Linked DNA regions of Rattus norvegicus: region 1 is linked to region 2. Evidence: chromatin contacts called from public Hi-C data. All regions are on one chromosome and are shown on one strand. Each heading gives the region's core, a stretch centred on a gene start, on an enhancer-like site or on the middle of the called end of the contact. The rest is flanking DNA. Distances are from core to core; before and after follow the strand shown.

Region 1 (3,315 bases), core at 804-3,303, 150 kb before region 2:
CCCACCACTCCAGCGGATCTGAGTGTTTACTCTGAAATTATGTCTGAATGGCAGCTAGATAGAATAGGGTTTATTTGGTTTTTGGTTTTTGGTTTTTTCTTGTTTCAAAGAAACTTAAAAGATTCTCATTGTTTACAGTTTGCCCCAGCAGGACCCAACTGAGTATCCTGTTAAAGTACTTTCATATCTGATACCCACACTGTGTGTCTTCTAGAGCCCACAGACTCTAAAAGGGGGAGCTTTTTATTTATTAGCAACTTGGGAAATATGCAAGTAAATATTTTTTTAAGATTACACCACAAATTCCTCAAATTTTTAGGAAGATTTCAGTTTATATAATTATCCTGTTGTATAAAGTTATCTCAAACACTGTTTGATTTTTAAATATTTTCATTCTAATATTTTCTTGTGGAATATTTTATCTCTCCTTCTGAAAAAACAAGTGTCCAAAAGGTCCATACAGGAGTCCCAGCTCCGAGAAGACAGTGAGTTCCGTTCTCCGGTGGTGAGTGAGGGCTGACCTGACACGCCTGCTTTCCTCTCTGGTGGGACGCACTGTGTAAAGGACCCGTGTGCTAGCCGTAGCTGCTTCACCCATGACCTCAACTAAGTCCTAGCGTTGACACAGTACTTGATGTTTTGAAGTGGGTTTACTAGCTAAAATTTTACATTGACTGTTCCTAAGTCCATTCTGACACACTTTCAAGAGTTGGAACCTACCAAGAACTGTGTCCAGCCTCCATAGCCATTCTAGTGAACTGTCTGCATCTCTCACAGACTAGTTTTCACTTGGAAGTGGCTTAATGCCATCTAGATTAATCTTCCTTTAATATAAATTTATAAATGTTTATCTTAATTATTGAGAAACTTTTAAAAGGAAATAAAAATGTCATAAAGAGTATTCCCATTTAGATATATTATCTCTCTTGGTTATAAGTTAACATAAATAAATGGCTTATGTCAAGGTTATTTTTTAAAAAATGCACATGACCCTCATTTTGTATTCCCGTCCATCTGGCTGCGTTAATATGAAAACTCTTGTCTGTGGGAACTTACATTCCATTATGGACTTACATGGACAAAAGTCATTTTTGAAAAACTTTAGCATAACTTTGACAAATAGTTGAGAATAAAAGTTACAGTCAAGCTTATGAACAGTTACGATGCTCTGCTTAGGTAAAGGACCCTCTGCTGTCCTTGTCCCGGCACGGATCCAGTTGTCTCTTGGTGGCCAGGTTTTCCTGGTTATCTTCCTGTATACTCTGTGCCTTTCTTTCAAACTCTGCCTTAAGCCCCTGATCTGGCACTCACTACCACATCTGCCATAGGTTTCCATTCCAGGAAGGGCACAAGTCAACAAAAGGTGACCAAAAAGAGGAAATACAAGGAAACCAACTGGACAAAGACCACACAGAGGGCGTGGTTACAGCACTACTGGGATACAACGCTGCTCATATCCGACTCCCTCGAGGGGAAAATGCAGCACTGCTTTTAAAGCCTAGAATGCTAACTAGTCTAATAGGATTACAGAAAAGAGATTGTACACTTTCCTCCAAAACCCCTGATGCCTTTAAATGACCTTATATGTTTTAGTCTGTACGCCACAAAGTCTTGTTTGGATACAGTAAAAAATTAGGCCCACAGAACAGTGCAAGAAACTGTACCTATTACAAAATGCTAGTATTAAACCCACTATTAATACTCACCTGCTCCCTCTACTGGTCTCCTAAGAAGTGACCGACAGAACTGTCATTGACGTCATTAGTAGGAACGCTAAAGCAGTTTAAGGGGTAGGTCAGCTTCACCTGGTAAGTGACCTGGATGCTGTTAGTCATAGTGCAAAGTAGCACAGCACAGACAGAGCGTTCACATCGGTGCATGCGGGCTCATGTGTGTAGTGTGCACAGCTCGAGCCATGTGGCTCTGTGACGGAAGTCTGTGTTGTCAGTCTTCAAGAGTCGAGTTTGGGGTCCAGCTGCCTGAAGCAAGACTCCACTCTAGTGAACCTGAGTGGTGCTGTGCCAAAGGCATTGCTTGGCGGCACCAATGGTGAACTTCATGCCCCCAGGAACGTCCTGAAAGCAGGTGAAGGCTAACCGGACTGCTGGAATGCCTTCAGTGTTGACTTTGATCCCAACTATTTGCTTAGTCAAAAAGTTGACTTGGCTATTTGCTTGGCTATTTGCCAAGCCCAACCTGCCCCATAGAGCAACCTAAACTGAGATCAGCTACAAACCACACTGATAAAGTTATTTTGAAATGAAAAAAAGACACAAATTGTATCGGCATTAAGAGCGCATAACCGTAGCTGAAGAAAGGGATGGAGAGGGGATTGATTTACAGTGCAGCCAGCCCAGCAGTCAGACCCTGGCCACCTGTGGAGAGTTTAAAGCAGTGGAGTAGTAACCCACTCTGATCTGGGAAGTACCTGGGTAAAGTATGGAAAGGGAGTGAAAGGGGGTAGAGTCAGGGAGGCCAAAGACACCGCTGAGGTCCCTCAGGGCAGACATGGCGGCCTGAGCTTGCAGTGTTAATGTGAGGCTTACAGAGGACAAGAGAAAGGAGGCATCAGTGTGAGTGACTGCTGTGAGGAGATTGGGACTGGGGATGTTTGTCACCTGAAACAATTAGGATGCTGATTAGGAGGTGTAAACCACTTGCTAAGTGCTTGCCTGCTGTGAGCAAAGCCCTGAGTTGCATCCCCAGGAGCATAGTGTGTCTGTTGGGGAGAATGAGGAGTAAGAGGGAAACATCTTTAAATGCTGGAGTCACTTCCATAGCATATGATAAGACAATAATAAACTATCAGACATATCTAGTACGGGGGAAGGTGGGAGCACAGCCGTGATAATTTTTCTCAAGCCACCCTCTGCTGGTGATGTCAGTTCTCCCCATCCCAGGTTTGGTAAAAGCTGGTGAGGATTCTTTCTGTACCTTCACCACAGCTCTCAAGATAACTTGATAGTTTCTTAATAAGGCAGCCAAGAGCTCGCAGACAAAAGTAATAAGGACCCAAGCAGTCCTGTGCCACGGGGAAAGCCAGCAGACAGAAGAAATAACAAAGCAGCACACAGAGCCTTCACGGGGCAAGCTCACAGATGCATTTTCACAGCATCCCTGTGCTCCCGCTAGAGCCATCTCTCAGGCTGCTACTTACACACCACGGTCTCGGATCTCCCAGTCAATGCTAACCTCCGTAAGCAGCCTTAACCGGTGTCCTTATGTGACATGCATAAAAAGAAGCTGTCCCGTACTCAGAGTGCCGTAGCCAGCGTTTCTTATGCTCAGTACTAAAACTAATCCCATCAACGGTCC
Region 2 (3,605 bases), core at 1,053-3,552:
GGCATCACAGAGGCAAAATCTTCTGGGAACTGTTTCCTGAGAGTCAGTCCACTGAAGCTACATTCCAGAGGCAGCCAAGGCTGTACCTCATGCTGGTGGCTGAATCTGGGTCATGTAAGAGTGACCCAGGTGGTAATAGTTATGAAATCATGAAGGAGTCACGGAGAGCAGCTGAGGCACGGCACTGTGAGACACCAGGAAAGGTCATTGGCGAGAGTGCAGCCCAGTTGTGGCAGAAGACCCCAGCATTTTGGAGATGACAGTACTTAGGATGAGCACCAAGGACAACAGCCGCGGTGGAGTGGAGCCACTGAAGCCTAGAAGACGAGGGTGCAGCTGGAGAAGCGACCCATGCCCTTCCAGGGCGCCTAAAAAATGGTGAGTGGATCCCAGACATTAGACACCGAGTTATTTACACAGTTGGAGAGTGGTTTTGCTTTGATCTGATTGTGAGCATGCCCTGGTTCTTCCTTCTCGAAGTAAGAAAGTCTTTATTTTTTATTTTTACAGGCACCCAAAGTTAAGAGACTAAATTTCAAAGGGGGTTTTATGTTTTAAAAGAGACTTTGGACTTTTAGACAGACTGAATTTTAAAGTTTTTGTACTTGTAAACACTGGGATCCTGTAAGGTTAGGAAACGTTCTATATACTGTGATAGTTACATTGTTACGATGTGTGGTCTTGAAAGGAAAGGTTGTGGCTTAACAGTGATGTTTATGTCAACTTGACAACGGATTGGTTGGGCTGGCTTATTTAATGTCAACTTGACACAACCTATGGTTATCAGTTAACTAAGACGAGGAGTAAGGGAGCTGCAGAGCTGTGTGTGTCCTGCAGGCTGTGTCACTCGGTCACAGCCTCCAGAGCTGTAAGGTGAGGCTGCCTCAGGTGGAGTTAGTTGCCTTTGTGACCACTGCTGAGCTGACTGGACCGCAGGTGCTGTCCCTCCCCTTACAAAAGGGATTCCTGGAGGGGAGAGGGGCTCTCAGCACTCAACACCAGCTGAGACTGGCTCCTGGTGGAATTTCCCTGGATGTGAGCTGAGTTAACAGGGCAGCCAGGGTGACCCAGGAAAGATTCCCAAAACAATGGAGTCTGGTCTTTCTGTCTTCTGTCACCTGACCCGCCCTTCCCATCAAAAGACCTACAGACTAGTTCTCCTTCCGCCAAGGGAGCCTAGAACCTGGAGGTGTCCTGCCTCTAAGCTGGGTGGGAAGGAAGGGATGCTGCAGGGTTTGAAGGTTTTCCCTCTATCTGCCACCTTAGGTCAGACCTGGACTCAATCACATTCCAATGTGGCTGCCCATCCCTCATCAAAAGGGCAACAGAAACCTAAAGGATTTCCCCCACAGTCTTTGGGGCTTCATTCTCTGTGGTTCTGGCACTCATAAATCTGTCACTAAGTAAATTTATTATGTTTCTCTCTTGCCAATCTCTACTCTGTTGTGGTAGGAATGTTGGTCAGACCCTTTGTGCTGGGTAAGAAGAAGGCTCCCACCTGTTCGCTCCCACCCCCCTCCTCATCCTTGTTATTTACACTTGGGTTGGTGAGGTCTTTCACCTCAGAGGGAGGGAGGGAGGGAGAGAGGGAGGGGAAGCTGGAGATAAGACCACTCAGCCCTGTGCTTTCAGGCAGATGGGCAAAACTTGTTTTCTATCGCACAGCAGACCTTAATAGCTCCTAGGGAAACCGTCTTTGTTGTTCCTTTTCCTTTATGTCCCGGTCCTCTGTTTGTCCTGGGATGGCAGAAGCCTGATGATGCCATTTAGAAGCCTGTTCTGTGACAGATCTCTCAGCGGCCAGGCTACCCTGCGGCCCATATCATTGACCCCAGACAGAATTCACGGTAAACATGCCCAGAAAGGCAGTTTCCCCAAGGCAGTGAATGAAGCCACCTCCCCAAACCCTCTGGGGCTGCCACCAGAGGACAGCTGGTATTGAAGGGTTTACAGTCAGCCTGGTAATCATGGTGAGTGAGCCACCTTTGGCCATCTCTAGGGAAAGGCCCCTTTGTGGATGCAGAAGCAGTAAACAGCGTTGACTTCCTGTGAGGGAGAGCAGCCAATCACACAGAAAGAGAAACCGGAGAGAAGGGTCCGAGTGGAGCTCCTATGGAACGCACACCCATGAACGAGGGGCTGCTGCAAGGGCTTCAACCGGGGGGTTTCCTTTTGGGACGACTTCAAGACCAGCTTTAGGGTTCAGGACATTTTCTCCCCCACTCTGTTCGTTTTGTAGTTCTGCGTTTGGGCTTCGCTTCTAGTTTTGCAGTCGAAGTGGGATACCAACCGGGGATCTAGCACCACCTAGTGGCCGGAGGAAAAGCTGTCATCTAAGTTTTTGAATAGTTCCGGATCAATGGCTTAAACCCAAAGGCGAAACAAAAACAAAAGCAAAGCAAAGCAAAGCAAAACAAAACAAAACAAAACAAAACAAAACAAGACAAAACAAAACAAAAAACCCAAAGGCGAAAATAATACACTGGAGAGAAAAGAGCAGACCCCGTGCGTCTCACCACCGTATTCAATGAGCCCTCCCTTCTGGCGGGCACCTTTGTGGGGAGGGCACTGCTGCTCCTATCCAGCCAACTCTTCCTTCTCTAGGCTCTTTTAGGATTTTTATTTGGTTTTCTGAGTCAGAGTTTTGTTATGTAGTCCAGGTTCACCTTGACCTTGAAATCCTCTTTTCTGTGCTTTGTAAGTGCTGAGGTTGAAGGCATATGTGATTACATCCGAGTGTGGCCCACCCTTCTGTAAAAGAAGTACTTGCTCTGTTTCCTCAGGATGGTTTGAGACACACACACACACACACACACACACACACACACACACACACACACACAGATCTTAACTTTCCATCAGCTCTGCTCCTGATGGTAGAAACTCCCCAGGTCAGTGCATATATCCCTGGTAGCCAGGGAGGGATAGGGCCAGCCAGCTTGTCCCTGATCACCTGATCTTTGAGCCTCCCAGCTCCACCTGCAAAGACCAAGGCTGTGGGAATGAAGGGGGAAAGGTCCTACAATCAGAATTATCTGCATGCACAAATATCAAACTCTAGTGTCTTAGAGTAGCTCTCTTAATTCAGACACAAAGGTTGCCTTCTGGAGAACGCAAGATTACTCCTTTCTCAAGGACACATGGCGTAGGGATTTAGTGGTTATTTTGTGGGGGGAAAATGCTTATATGATCTGCTCGGGTGCCAGGCAAAAGAGAGTCACAAGAGACACAGCTGAGTGGACAGAACTGCAGAGAGAAGAGTAATCGCAGAGCCCAGCGTTTGAGTCCTGCTGCATCGGGGTGGGTACAGAAGCCATAGACATTTGAGACACATCTCACAGAAATCCACAGTCCTGCTAGCATCCTTTTGGCTCCCTAGAATGCACAAGATTACATGCAGCAAGATTTTTAAGAAGGCCTGGAGAAGAGGTCCGTTAGGGCATGCTGCTGAAGGTGATGACAGACCCTTGAAAGCAGGAAGTCCATGCATCATGTCCACGAAGCAGACTGTGATTCTCGGGGCTTCTGCACAAATGTGTTCTCTCTCGATATTCACGTCTGAAGACAACGCAAGTCACTCGTTCAAGGAACCAAATGCAGATCTT

What was found. Hi-C and Micro-C count contacts between places; a contact is called where the count stands out from the background.
Region 1: a contact with region 2 is called in a Hi-C map of liver, with 2.9 times the contacts expected there. The contact joins two enhancer-like sites. A contact is called at or near these places in 3 of 12 Hi-C or Micro-C datasets (Schwann cells, liver and mammary epithelial cells).

The regions. Positions count from the first base shown.
Region 1 is chr16:77,780,774-77,784,088 of GRCr8, reverse strand. The region is part of intron 12 of Mcph1 (microcephalin 1); the gene reads left to right. Among named protein-coding and RNA genes, the nearest start is that of Angpt2, 8.3 kb to the left of the region's middle. Within about 2 kb of position 2,053, at least 6 of the 93 cell types and tissues checked have an H3K27ac peak or open chromatin away from gene starts, as enhancers often do. A contact at or near this core is called in liver, where this site is marked.
Region 2 is chr16:77,629,283-77,632,887 of GRCr8, reverse strand. No RefSeq gene overlaps it. Among named protein-coding and RNA genes, the nearest start is that of Xkr5, 54 kb to the right of the region's middle. Within about 2 kb of position 2,302, at least 17 of the 93 cell types and tissues checked have an H3K27ac peak or open chromatin away from gene starts, as enhancers often do. A contact at or near this core is called in liver, where this site is marked.